2 separate regions of the Mus musculus genome follow, and region 2 is linked to region 1. The links are chromatin contacts, called in public HiChIP or PLAC-seq maps. All regions are on one chromosome and are shown on one strand. The core of a region is the stretch at or near the end of the contact, and the rest is flanking DNA. Distances in the headings are between cores, read along the strand shown.

Region 1 (7,014 bases), core at 2,520-5,019:
TGCTCTGTCCGTCCTGACGGCAGACACAGTGCAACCTCGCCTCTGGCTCCTCCATTCTTGTCACCATGACCTCTAAAACTTTAATCCAAAATAAACCTTTCTCTCCTAAAACTGCTTTTTGTCAGGTATTGGTGGTGTCCAGGCCAGAGGAACTGCAGCCAGCGCTGGAGTTTGTGGAGTGTGGCTCAGTGGTTAGCGCAGCTACAAAGCGTGTACCTCCAAGAGACAGTTCCCCTGGAGGGTTGTGCCCAGCATGTCCTCTGTTGCTGCTAGAGTTTCTTGCGCTTGGTGCTATGGTGTTTTCCTCGTGACTAGCTTGGTGTGATTATCTGTGGGAGCTTCCCACTCCTCCCTGGGCATTTCATCTGCCATATAGAATAGAAGTGCTGATTTCCCCAAGACAAGGCTGCTTACGGATTCAAGATTCAGTTGAGCTTTCTGAGAAGAGTTTAAAGACACAAGTAGCTAGGGCTTCTAATGAGGGATTTGGAGGATAGGGATAAGACTTGAAAATACCTCTTTTCCAGCTGGACGTGAGACAGGGAATAAGAACAGGGAAGTTTCAGGCATTGTTAGCCCACAGTTCTTGGCTGTGAGACTCAGGCCAGTGATCAAAGACAGCAATTATGTTCCTAACTATGGTTAGGTCTGAGTCTCCTGGTCATGTAGCTTATAGATCTAATTGCAGGGTTTTGGTACGCACCTTAAGAAAACAGAATACTTTGTAAGAGGGAACTAAATGATCCTATTGGGAGTGAAAGAGAAGAAAAGCAAATGGTTAACTAAATGGCTAGCTAAGCCAGCTCAGAAAGGACAACTCAGCTAGGCTTTGTAAACTAGAACAAGAACAACAGTCCAGTTGGCCACACTGTAACCGCAAACTGCTGTCAGCCAGTACAAGAAACTGGCTGAAATATACTTAAAACTAGAAGAGAAAATTAGAGTGTTATGCTTCAAACATAACAGGTCTATGTGTCTTCCTATCTCTGACTTCCTATCTGTCTCCCCCTCGGACCCCTGACCTGCTGGAGTTGGACTCCGGGAAGATATTTTGTCACAGCAATGAGCAGATAACTAATGCAGTCACTATCTGGCATTGCCTACAGCTCTCCCTACAGACCTAAGTTCAAATCCCCCATGCCCATATAAAAAGATAGGCGCAGTGGTATATGGTTGAGATCCCTGCACTGGGAGGGCAGAGATGAGAGTCTCTGAAGCTCATTGGTCAGCCAGGCTAGCTAATCATCTCCAGGTTCAGCGAGAGACTATATCAGAAATAAATAAAAAGTAAAGAATGATTGAGGAAGATGCCTAACATCAACCCTGGCCTACACACACACACACACACACACACACACACACACACACACACACACACACACACACACACACATCATATATAACTTAAAGGTAAAATCTCTACCAGAACTAGCCATCACTAACAGTTTAGCTGTGTTGTCCCACACAAACTTGTGACAATAGAGATGAGTTAGCATCACAGTCGATAGTGAGATGGCAGTACTTAGCAGTGCTCTCCTGCCTCAAACCACCATGAGCAGCCAGCCACAAGCTGGGCTTATCATTCTCTGTGGTTAAAGAGTACGGGCATCCATGAGACATTTCAGTAAGGGCTGGGCATTGGGAAGAGCTTATTATGGGGCCTAGGCTACTACAGGTGATTTGAAGAGAGGTTTAAGAATTCGGGGCATTGATTGGATTGGATACTGAAGAAGCCAAGTCATTCTGAGACCAGACATCTTAATATATCCTGTCTGAAAAGAGGGGAAACTAGTGTAAGGCCAAAGCTAGAGAAGAGTCAAACACCTATGTCCTTACATCAGCTGGGAGAGGTGGATTCATGCTCACTTCTTCTTTTTTTTTTTAATTAGGTATTTTCCTCATTTACATTTCCAACGCTATCCCAAAAGTCCCCCATACCCTCCCCACCCCTACCCACCCACTCCCACTTTTTGGCCCTGGTGTTCCCCTGTACTGGGGCATATAAAGTTTGCAAGTCCAATGGGCCTCTCTTTCCAGTGATGGCCGACTAGGCCATCTTTTGATACATATGCAGCTAGAGTCAAGAGCTCCAGGGTACTGGTTAGTTCATAATGTTGCTCCACCTATAGGGTTGCAGATCCCTTTAGCTCCTTGGGTATTTTCTCTAGCTCCTCCATTGGGGGCCCTGTGATCCATCCAATAGCTGACTGTGAGCATCCACTTATGTGTTTGCTAGGCCCCGGCAACAAAAGAAACAGCTATATCAGGGTCCTATCAGCACAATCTTGCTAGTGTATGCAATGGTGTCAGCGTTTGGAGGCTGATTATGGGATGGATCCCTGGATATGGCAGTCTCTAGATGCTCCATCCTTTTGTCTCAGCACCAAACTTTGTCTCTGTAACTCCTTCCATGGGTGTTTTCATGCTCACTTCTGTGGTCTGGGCACTATTCTTGTTTGTGCCTGTGCCTGTGTTTACATGTACCTAGAGCTCTTGCTTTCATTCTGACCTGTCCTCTGCACTGAGTGTCTTATCCAGTGCTGATGCTCTGAGCCATTCCCCGTTCAACAGAGCTTGCAGAACCCACATGCTTGGCTAGCGCCCAGCACTCCGGGGTGACTCTCCTCCCTCTACGTTGTCTCTTCCTCACTAACCAGTGTTGCAGACATGTTTTCACGCCAACACTGAGTCATATTCAACTAAAAATATTTTTCATTGACTCGTTGTGTTTTCCTGTTAGCCTTAGAATTAATGTTAGCATGATGAAAATCTTTAGAGACACATCTCCACGCGGGCTTCAGAATTGGAGAGACTTGAAAACAGTCCCACCTCCACTGGGAGATGACTGTGTGATGTTCAGCAGGCTCCTGCTCTGAACCTGTTTTTTGGCTACAAATATGACTATTTATTCTAGACTTTCTGGAGTTGAGATTAGTATGAAAAATGTTTACTATACCATACATAAAATTAGTACATGCATGGACATAATTTTTATTATTAGTTAAAGCAACTATTCCTATATAGGATGTCTATTCTTGGAAAAGAATATTGTTATCTCAGATAAATGAGTTTAATATCTTTGATCTGGAAGGAAGAGCAGGAGAGACTAGTCTGCAAATAACCAAACACGAATTATTAATAGAGAATTATTAATAGAGAATTATTAATAGAGAATTATTAATAGAGAAAATTAAGGTCTAAGCGGGAGTTCAGAACCCAAGCTAGAGGGAGGCTGTGGGAGTTATAAAGGGAAACACCCTGACACTACCTGTCACAGCAGAGCGTCTGTGTGGTGCTTTGAATGTGAACTCCATAGGCTCAGGTGGGAGAAAACTTAGACCCCAGTCACTGGTGCTATTTGGGGAGGTTTAAGACGCGAGGTCTTGTATGTCACTGGGGTCAGCGGTCAAGCTTAGATGGCCTCTCCCCGCGTGCAGTTTACTCTCCCAAGTTTGTGCTTGTGGTTGGGGGTGTGAGTTCCTAGCTTTCTGCTCCAGTCACTGCCTGCTGCCATGTCACCACGCCCGCCAGGCTTCCAGGCCACGGTGGAATTTTATCCCTCTGGAACCGAAAGCCAAAACCAAGGATTTTCCCGTAAGTTGCTTTTGGTTGTTTGATGTTTTACCACAGCAACAGAAAAGCAACTAAGTCAGTCAGCCTGCGAGACAGAGGATTCCCAGCAGCCATGACTCAGCGCTGTGGAACCGGGGCAGCTGGAGCCTTGTGAGTTTCTGCAGGAGTGAGTACACACTAGTTCTTGCCATGACTCAGCGAGCCAGGTCAGCGATGGTCACACAGACTCACTCAGTTAATATTGTTGACGTCTCTGTAGGGCACGTCTTAGGCACTGTGCATCTAGGATTATGCTAAACGGCTATGGTGCGGGACAATATGAAGTACAGACTTAGTAAGAAGGAAAATAACTCTAACAGAATAAACAAGCCAAAAAGAGGAAATGCACATTAATGATAAATGCTATGCTGAGAAGGATGTGTAGGTAGTGTTGTAGGTTAAATATGAAATGGCTCCCACAGGCTCGCACTTGTTTGCCACTTGGTGGTGCTGTTTGCAAAGGTTATAGAACGTTTAGGTTTGGAGCCTTGTTGGAGGAAGTTAATCACTGGGGACCAGGCCTCTGTCTCTCTGTTTCTCTCTCTGCCTGTCTCTGTCTGTCTGTCTCTGCCTGTCTCTGTTTCTCTGTCTCTCTCTGTGTGTATTTGTATCTGTCTGTCTGTCTGTCTGTCTGTCTGTCTGTCTGTCTGTCTGTCTCTCTTTCTCTCCCCTCTCTGTGAGGGTGAAACATGGTTGCTCTGCTTCCTGACTGCCAGGCCATCCTCATTTTCCTGCCGCCATACTTCCTCACCTTAATGGACTGTGTTCCCAGTAAGCTCCCCTCCCCTGCTAAGTTGCTTTTGGTCAGGGTCTTTTATCCCAGCAACAGACAAGCACGCATCTATACTGTGTGATCAGGGTGGTCCTCATTCTGGAAGTGATACTTAAAATAAAGCCTAAATAGCCAGAAGAAGCCAGGCTTTCCACCAATAATGAGCTTAATTGGCATATGGTAGGAAAAGCCTTATCGTGTCCACAATGAGTGCCCACCTTGAGTGAGAGGGAAGAAAAAAATAAAAATAAATAAAAAATAAAAAGTAATATATATGTAAAAAAAAAAAAAACTTAAGTAAGAACAACAGTTCTAAATTAGAAGGAAGGGTTGGAATTTCTCCTGGGTGTCATAAGAAGCCATTAGAAAACTTTAACTTGAAAGGAACATATTTAGCATTAATTTTTGAAAGATCACTGTCTACATCTAAATACCTTTAGTAAACTACAACTGGTGTTTTGTTTGTTTGTTCTGTTTTTGTCTTTTTTATCCAACTTCCTTATGTCCATTCTTCTGATAATGTAATCTTTCCCTCCCTGGACACGTATGTGACTTAGGCTTGGCCAATCACAGTATCCCATTTCCTTGGACACACTCATTGGTGCAATGGAGTCATGTGATATGAGCAGAGCTGTCCTTGTGATTCTTGGTTTACGCTGAAAAAGTAGTTTTGGCTTCTAAGATCTGTGGCTGAAAGGATGTGGAAGCAGCCATATTTCTTTTTCTCTTTAACATTCATTTATTTTGTGTATGTGTGCATGTATGTGCATGCACATGTGTGCCAAAGCACACATGTAGAGGTCAGAGGACAACTTGAGTCAGTTCTCCTGCCACGTGGGTTCTGGAGATCAAAGCCAGCAGCACGTGCCTTTGCTCATGAAGTCATCTCAGCAGCAGCCACCTTTTCTGCTTCTTTGAGTGGGGCCATTTACAGCAAGAAAGAAAGAAATCAGGCAAGACAAGCAAAGATGACAGACAGGCAGACAGACAGACTCCCTCTAACCCTGAATCCTAATTCCAGGGGCTGGGACCTTGACTCCTAAAGTCCTTTGTGCAGTCCTGAGGGTATCTTATTCCTGACTTCTCTACTAAGTGAGCCATGAATTTCTCCATTTACTGAACTGTTAGCCTTCTTAAAGGCATGCCAGTGTATACCTGTAATCCCAAGACTTTGGGGAACTGAGGCAGGAGAATCACAAATTCTGGGCTAGTCTGGGCTACATAGTAAGTTCAAGACCAGTCTGAACTATGTAGTAAGACCCTGTCTTGAAAAAAAAAATCCTTACTTCAGAATCTCCTTCTTAGCTGGAGTGTGTGTATGTGTGCATGTGTTTTCAATCTCTTTTTTCCTGGAGTAAAATCCACGTCCATCTTGGAAGTGGAATAGCACAAAGACTTAGTACATGTGTCCCTTCCATAGAGAAGCAAAGATGACATCAGTGGCTCCTGGTTTAGCAGAAGGAAACTCTGGCTATCAACATCACTCAACATGTATAAGACTAGAGGGCTGGAAAGATGACTCAGCAACTAAGGCACCTGCTACTCTTTCAGAAGGTCTGAGTTCAGTTTCCAAAACACACATCAAGCAACTCACAACTGCCTCTAACTTTAGCTTCGGGGATCCATTGCCCTCTTTTGGCCTCTTGAGGTAGCGGCACTCACGTATACATACGTTAACATACACATATACACATAATTTTTTAAAAAAATAAATCGCAGATTTGAGTAAAGCCTAAATATGGGTGGTTAAGACCCATCCTGAGATGATCGAAGATCAGATGTTGGTGAAGGCTTGTCCACCTTCCACTGCATGGGGTGCACAGTGAGTGCCTGCCATGGTGATCACGTGGTTCGGCTATGATAAAGCAACAGCTACAATAACCACGCCCGCTGCTCTGGGTAATGCTTTATTGTTCATACGTTTCCTCGTTTGATCCTTGCAGCAACCCTGAGGTAGGTATATCCCCACTTTACAGATGAATAACCAATGTCCCTAGGTTAGACTACGTGCCAAAGATCCTACTCAAAGCCACTGGTAACTCCAAACCCAAGGGGACTCTTGAGTAATTCACAGGCTGCTGTCAAGGAAAGTAGAACAGAAACTTCAACTGGAAAGGGCTGCATCCTCACCGGGGTTCGAGGTCCCTCACCAGGGATGGACGAGGCACATTCACAGGCCAAGAGCAGGACGGAGCAGATGCAGCGCACACAGGAATAACGAAGCAAGAAAGGAGGCGATGGTGTCTTCAAGCACGTGCAGAGCCTAGCTTCACTAGCTTCCGAGGAGGACTGGAGAGAGGTGGGATCTCCAGCAGCAGTGTGTCCAGGGACTGGCCTCAGGCAGCAGGCCAGGGAGGAACTGCCTCACAGCAACACCTCCTCCATTTATGTGGCCCAAGTGTGGTGACTATGGACCATGGTCCTTTAACCTCATTAAGGCCTTGAGAATCTGATGAAAGCCATCACACACACACACACACACACACACACACACACACACACACGCACGCACGCACACATGCCACACATGGACAGACATTTCTTTGCATACAATTTCAGGGAGTCCTGCTAGGGGACTCCTGCTTTAGGGCAAGGGTGAAAGTCACTGAGGCAAATCTTCTTGAACCTGC
Region 2 (7,014 bases), core at 2,043-4,542, 600 kb after region 1:
GGTGGCAAAGTACCTGACAACTGAGACAATTGGGAGGGAGGGTTTCTTCTGGCTCAGTTTGAGTCCATCTTGGTGGAAACTCCCAGCATCAGGAGGGTAAGGCAGCTTTGCATCCCAAGAAGGAAGCAGGGAGAGATGAATGCTGGTACTCTGTATAGGAGCCACGGTGCACGGAGCCAATAAATATAATAACAGTTGTAAAAAGATTCCAGAAACTCTCTCTGGTCACTATCTCTCCCCGCTCTTTTTTCAAAGACAGGGTTTCTCTGTGTAGCCATAGCTGACCTGAAACTCAGAAATCTGCCTGTCTCTGCTTCATGAGTGTTAGAACTACACTCCTACCCAGCTAATTTGCCCTCTTGACTAGATCATTTTTTTTAAAAAAATCTACTAATGTGTTTCAATCTTTCACAGAAAGAAAAATAGCCTTAACATCAAGGGCCTCAGTCTTTTCCTTCAATATAGTCTTCTGGCTTTAAATACCACATATATATATACCACATATATATGTATGTGTGTATACACACACACACACACACACACATATATGCATCCTCCACTCGCATACCCACGAGCTTATTCAATACTTCTATTCTACTTGGCTATCTCATAGCCACATTGAAACCCAATCATGCTTAAAACCAACTCTTGAAACCACTAACACAGTCTGTTCTTCCCAGACTTCTCCGTTTAAGACAGTCTAAGCTGGGTGTGTTAGTGCGCAACGGTAATCCCAGAATGGAGGAGGTGGAGGCAGAGGATGTATGTTAAAGGTTAGTTTGGAGCTGCATCGGGAGTTCGAGGCCAGCCTGGACTCTGTAAGCAAGAGTTTGATGTGGGAAGAGAACAAAAGCAAAGCTCATGGTCTGGGCTGGGCAGATGGCTTAGCAGTTAAGAGTGTCTCCTGCTCTTCCAGAAGACCTGAGCTTGGTTCCCAGTGCCCATATTTGTGGCTCACAAACACCTGCAACTCTCCCTGCACTCACACACACATTCTCACACCCAGATGTAGAACTTAAACAACAAAACAAACAAACAAACAAACCAAAAAACCCAAAAAGGACGGGGGATGGACTTCAGTGGCAGAACATTTGGCTAGCATGCACAAGATCTCATGATAAAATAACTAAGTAACTAAGTAAACAAATATACATTAGAAAACAATCCAAACTAAGTCTTCCAAGCTGTTCCAGTAAAGATGACTGAGGTTATCACGGCCTCCTCCAGAACACACACCTCATCTATCACCAGGCCCCCCTGGCCTACCTTAAACTCTAACTTTCACCGGGGTCCAGCTTAGCTTGTTATACTGCAATGGCTTCCTAACTGAAACCTTCCACTTCCTATGCACTGAGCAGAGATGCTTTCATCTCTCAACACCTCAAACCATTGAATGGCTTCCTGTCTCAGGGTGTTATCCATGGGAGGCCTGTCCTTTTCTGATGAGAAACGCAAGAATGGATGGAGGGTAGTGGAGGGAGAGGCTGGGAGGAGAGGAAGGAGGAAATTGCCGTTGGGATATAATATATAAGAGAGTAAAATTTAAAATTAAGAAAACAACCCACGATAGTCTTTGGGATCTACACAACCCGGTCCTCCTTCATCCACCTGATCATTTCCTCCACTGCCCTCCTTGGTGACTCTACTTTGGCTGGAATGGGTTCCCTCCTGCTCACTGAACACACCATTCTATCCCCAGGCCTTCCGACTTGCTCTGCCTGGAATACTGTTGGTCAGCTGCCCACCTCGCTCACTCCCCCACACTGTTCAGGTTATTGATCCAGCATCCCTTCACCAGTGAGGTACTTGGCAATTACTATATTTGGAAGACAGACAACCACCCTCAACCTCTCATCTTACTCATCAATAGCTCATCCACTGTTTATTTACCCCGCTTAATTAATTTCTGTAGCTTTATTATGTATCACTTCCTATTAAAGTGCAGAATTTTTATTTGATCTGGTCATGGCTGTATCCGTAGGGTCAAGGAACAGTGCCAGCACAGAGAAGACACTCAAAGGGCGATTTGCTGAATGAATAAAACGAGAAACTATTTGCTGCTAGAATGTCTTGAGCAGCCCACACCTGATAGCATTATCAGCATCTGTGCAGAGCTAAGTACCCTCAGAATTCAGCAACAGTGAGTTGAGCCATTTTCCTTCCATGTTGCTTTTTTGTTTTTTAAGATACTGGGTTACTTATAACAAAATATATAATAAGTATCTATTTCTAAATTTAAGAAGCATGATCCTTCCTAACCAGGCAGGCAACTTTCTGTGAGTTTGAGCCCAGCTTGGTCTAAATAGCAAGATCCAAGCCAGCTAGGGCTACACAGTGACTGTTTCAAAACAATAGAACACTGTCATAATAATTTGTAGTGCAATTAACATGGGGGTACAGCAAAATAGTGAAAATGGAATCTGTTAAGAATTGATCTAAGCCAGGCGGTGGTGCCACATCCCCTTAATCCCAGCACAAGGGAGGCAAGGGGCAGGCGGATCTCTTCTGAGTTCTAGGCCAGCCTGGTCTACAGAGCGGGTTCCAGGACAGTCAACGCTACACAGAGAAACCTTGTCTCAGGGGAAAAAAAAAAAAAAAAAAAGTCTAAATAAACAATGGCTCATTTTTTAAGTGTATGCCCCAAATACTGCATGTGACACACCAAAATTATCTTAAACTATGTAAACTGGACATTTATTTTTATTTTTGCTAAATCTGGTGATGCTATTTTAGGAAAAGAACCGGCACACTGTCGCATCTATTTCTAGCGAATGAAACATGCCAGTAAACCAGTATAATTCTGGGGCTATCTAAAGCCTGCGTCAGGCTATTACGTCCCCGTGGGTGAGTAGGTGGGCGGGTACTGGGGCCCAATGTCTCCCAAAATCAAAACCCGCGGTGCACTGTGGGAGAAAGGCCTGACATGCAGAACCGGCCGGCAGGTTGGGCGGTGGCAGCAGAAGGGGTCAGGTGGGCAGGGTGGGACAGATCTGAGGCCAACTTCTTTTCCCAGCCTCTCAGCCACCTACTCGGCGGAGGCCAAGGCTCGACAGCCACTTTCTGGCCCTTACCGATGTTGCCTTCAATGCAGAGCCTTCGGGGGCCGCCCCCGTCGTGCATGGCCCTGGCGTGTGGCGCGTCCACGAGCGCGTTCCGCAGCGGGGAACGGAAAGACGCTCGGAGACGACGCAGAAGGAACCGACCTGCAGCCATCCTACCCAAGCCGAGCAAGGCGGGCACTTCCGCCGAGAGCACTTCCGCCTGCGATCAAGCGACGCCAGCGCACCTTTGACGTCAGAGGGCCGTCAGGCAGGAAGTGGCTGGTTTTAGCTCTCTAGGCGGGTGAGGCCGCAGGAGCTGCTCTGTTCTCGCGACATTTGCAGGGACGATGTGGGAGTGTCTCGGTGTTGTGGTGTAGGAGGGTGTGCTGAAGTAGAGTTCAGGCGTCCGTAGCCCTCTCATCGTTTTAATTAATATGTGTATATTGCATATTAGTATGGTGTACAGGGTGAGTCGCAGGACAGTCAGGGCTACACAAAGAAACCCTGTCTTGAAAAACAGAACAACAAAAATCTTGTTATACTTATTTATTTTGATATTTTGAGACAAGGTCTCATGTAGTGCAGTTGGTCCTCCTGCCTCCCCGTCCCAAGTGGTGAGCCTACAATGTGTGTTCCAGCATGCTCATTACGTATCATTTTACTTACTCATTAATGGCGCACTTGTAGAGGTCAGGACGACTTATAAGAGTCTGCTCAAACTCAGGCTATCAGTCTTGGCAGCTAGTGTTTTTACCTGCTGAGCCGTCTCACTGGCCCTAAGATAAATGCCTTCTTCCTCCATACTTTGGGACTTTATTGCCTACAGGAAGAGACTGGACTGTTTTAAGCAGGAAGGGAACAATCCAATAACTTACACAAGTAATGTTTCGCATCCTGTGTAACTGTCAGCACAATGTTGGACCATTTATTTTATCACACCCCATTTTATTTTGACCTTTAAATAGGTAAATGTTCACTTGGAGGAATCTCATCAGGATAACGAGTTGGATTAAGCATGGTATTGGCTCTGTAAGAATGAATCCTGGAGAGGAGACATGTACAGGACTATATGCAGTGAGTGAGGGGAGAGGAGGCATGGAAGAGACTTTCTGAAACATAAAATCTACAGTCCTGCAGTTGTTGGAAAGATGTGACCTGTGGAGCCTAGCACACACAAAGCTGTGGGCTGGATCTGGAGCAGAGAACTCCAGTATGGTGGCACACGCCTGTAATCCTAGAACTTGAGAGGTGGAGGTAGGAGGCTCAGAAGTTCAGTCATCCTTGGCTACACAGTGCATTGGAGGCCATCTTGGGATGTACGAGACTAGCTCAAAAAGGAGGAGGGGGCTTGCAAGTTGACTAAAGGCACTTGCTGCTAAGCCTGTTCACCACAGGGTCACAATCCTCAGGTCCCACGTGGTGAAATGAGAGAACCACCACCTGAAAGGTGTCCTCTGACCACTGCACTTAGCCTTGGCTACAACAACTATAATCTAGGTAGGATTCTCGTGGAGATCGGAGCCGCTAAATTCTATCCATTGCCACTGCCACACACCAGTAACCATCACTGTGCAGAAATACCGATTACATTTCTTTGCTTGTATAAAATCAGAGCTGGGAAATACTTAACTGCCCCTGTCCCCCAAAGAATGAGAGTCTCTCTGTCCTCGGGGTCATTGTAATTGAGAGGCTGAGTCAGGAGTAGTGTTGCCAATTCAAGCCCTGCAGGTCAGCCTGGGACACAGTGTGAAGCCTTGCCTTAAAGAAGTTTATGGTTATTGAGATGAATTAAGCTGGAGAGACTGCTCAGCGGTTAACAGCACGACTGCTCGCTCTCCCATAGGGCCGGAGTTCAATTGTCAGCAACCATATGTTGGCTTACAACCATCTGTAATGGGATCTGATGCCCTTTTCTAGTGTGTCTGAAGAAAGCTATTGTGTGTGTGTGTGTGTGTGTGTGTGTGTGTGTGTGTGTGTGTGTGTATACACACACACACACACACACACACACACACATGACTCAGCATGGGACTAGAGAGATGGCTTAGCCGGCTGTCCTTCTGCCTCAGCCTTCTCAGTAAAGGCAGGTCATCATGCCTATCTATTTCTTTTTTATTTTGGATTTATAGAGTGAATTAATGAACCAAACCATCTTTATCTAGTTACCTGCCAGTTACTCTGATGCCACTATTGATAATGATCTTTTTATCCTTTTTATACTTATTATATGCTATGCCATTCATAAGAATTAATCAGGCTGGGTATGATAATAATAATAATCACTGCACCCTTGGAGGTAGAAGCAGGGCAATTAAGAGTTCAGGGTATTTTCAACTACAAAAGGAATTTGAAGTCAAGCCTGGGCTACACAAGACCTGGTCTGATTTTTTTTTTTTCAGAATCTCTTTGGTTCTATTCTAAATTCCTAAGAGAAAGAGCCTGCAGCATGAAGCTAGGGTTTTATAGAACAAACAAGAGCTGGGTTAGTTACTTTTCTTGTTGCTGTAGCATGATACCTGACACAAGCAAGGTATGAGAGGAAAGGTTTGTTGGCTCTTGGATTCAAAGGATTTCAGTCCAGGACAACGGATTAAGGCCCACCTTAGAGACAGACCTACCCTCCAGACATGCCTCATCTCCTGAAGGCCTGAGTGTCCTAGGCTGGGGACAGATTCAAAACACTAGCCTGAGAGCGACATTTTGGATTCTAGGATCAGGGCACCATCCTATGCCCGAGGAAGAACAATCAACAATCGAATGCACCATTAAAGTAACTCCTCCCCAGAGGGATTAGTTCCTATTGATGGTGTCCATAGAGTCTTTCCAAGCTCTGGAGCTAGCCGGAGGAAAGTCCTGGCCCGTTGTGTAATGGGATTCACTCCCGTTACCTTGGGGAATGAGTCACTTTCCCGCTCCTGGTGGCTGTGAGCCATCTGCTGGAGTTGATGCATATGGCTGATGCAGCCCTGCCAGACACTGTCAGGAAGGTTCCCTTCACTCATTTCACATTCGCTAAGCATCTGCTCTATGTCAGGTCCCCTCAGCTCTCCCAGTGCAGCTCTGAAGGATGGATTATTTTTCTTTCTTTACCCGACTCCCATTTCCCTTCAGAAAAGGGCAGGCCTCCTAGGGATATCAACCAAACATGGCTTATCATGTTGCAATAAGACTAGGCACCTCCACTTACATTAAAGCTGGATGAGGCAACCCAGTAGGAGGAAAAGGGTCCCCAAAACAGGCAAAAGAGTCAGAGAGAAGCCCTTACCCCGCTCCCACTGTTATACAACTGTAACATAGGTGCAGAGAACCTAAGTCAGACCTATACAAGCTCCGTGATGGTCAGTTTAATCTCTGTGAGCACCTATGAGCCCTGGTTAATTGATTGTGTGGGCCGTTTTCTTGTGTCCTTGACCACTCTGGCTTCTAAGTCTTTCTTCCAGTCCGCATGATCAGATACTAATGGCTGTGGATCTCTGAATCTGCTGCCAACAGCTGCCAGATGAAGCCCCTCTGATGATGATTATGCTAGGCTCAGGGCTATAGTAAGTATAGCAGAGTATCATTAGGAATCATTCTATTGACTTTTTAACTTTTAATTAATTAAGTAGCCGGTCATGTTTGTTTCTATCCTAGGTTTCTGGACTATCCAGTCTCTGGTTCCTGGCCCTCTAGGCAGTGTTAGGCATGGGCTCCCTCTCGTGGCATGGGTCTCAAGCTGGACCAGTCATTGGTTGGCCACTTCTACAATTATTTTTCAAGTGCTTATAAATGCTGTGATCATAAGTAAAACTGGCTGACAACACATTAAAGACCATGACATCACTAAAAATTTTGAGACAAATGTTCAAAGAGGTAGCTTTCTTCTGTTGCCTGGACATCTGTTTATTTAGTGTGTGGTGTATATGCATATTCGTGTGTTTATATTTGCTTGTATATGTGTGAGTGCATATAGCACAGTGCACATATGGAGGCC

Evidence for each region. HiChIP or PLAC-seq counts read pairs in DNA pulled down with a chosen protein or histone mark.
Region 2: a FOXA1 HiChIP or PLAC-seq map of pancreatic cancer cells shows a contact between it and region 1. The contact joins the promoter of Dguok here to the enhancer-like site in region 1. A contact is called at or near these places in 5 of 484 Hi-C or Micro-C datasets (B cells, CD4 T cells, CD8 T cells and 1 more) and 4 of 115 datasets of contacts at active chromatin or transcription factors (T-cell acute lymphoblastic leukemia, memory CD8 T cells, pancreatic cancer cells and 1 more).

Annotation. Positions count from the first base shown.
Region 1 is chr6:82,905,607-82,912,620 of GRCm38.p6, forward strand. Sema4f (sema domain, immunoglobulin domain (Ig), TM domain, and short cytoplasmic domain) reads right to left here. Exons shown (of 14, transcript NM_011350.4): 14 at 6,279-7,014. Among named protein-coding and RNA genes, the nearest start is that of 2310069B03Rik, 27 kb to the left of the region's middle. Within about 2 kb of position 3,770, at least 137 of the 459 cell types and tissues checked have an H3K27ac peak or open chromatin away from gene starts, as enhancers often do. A contact at or near this core is called in CD8 T cells and pancreatic cancer cells, where this site is marked.
Region 2 is chr6:83,503,677-83,510,690 of GRCm38.p6, forward strand. It overlaps Dguok (deoxyguanosine kinase), which reads right to left and starts at 3,293. Exons shown (of 7, transcript NM_013764.2): 1 at 3,072-3,293. The coding sequence starts at 3,213.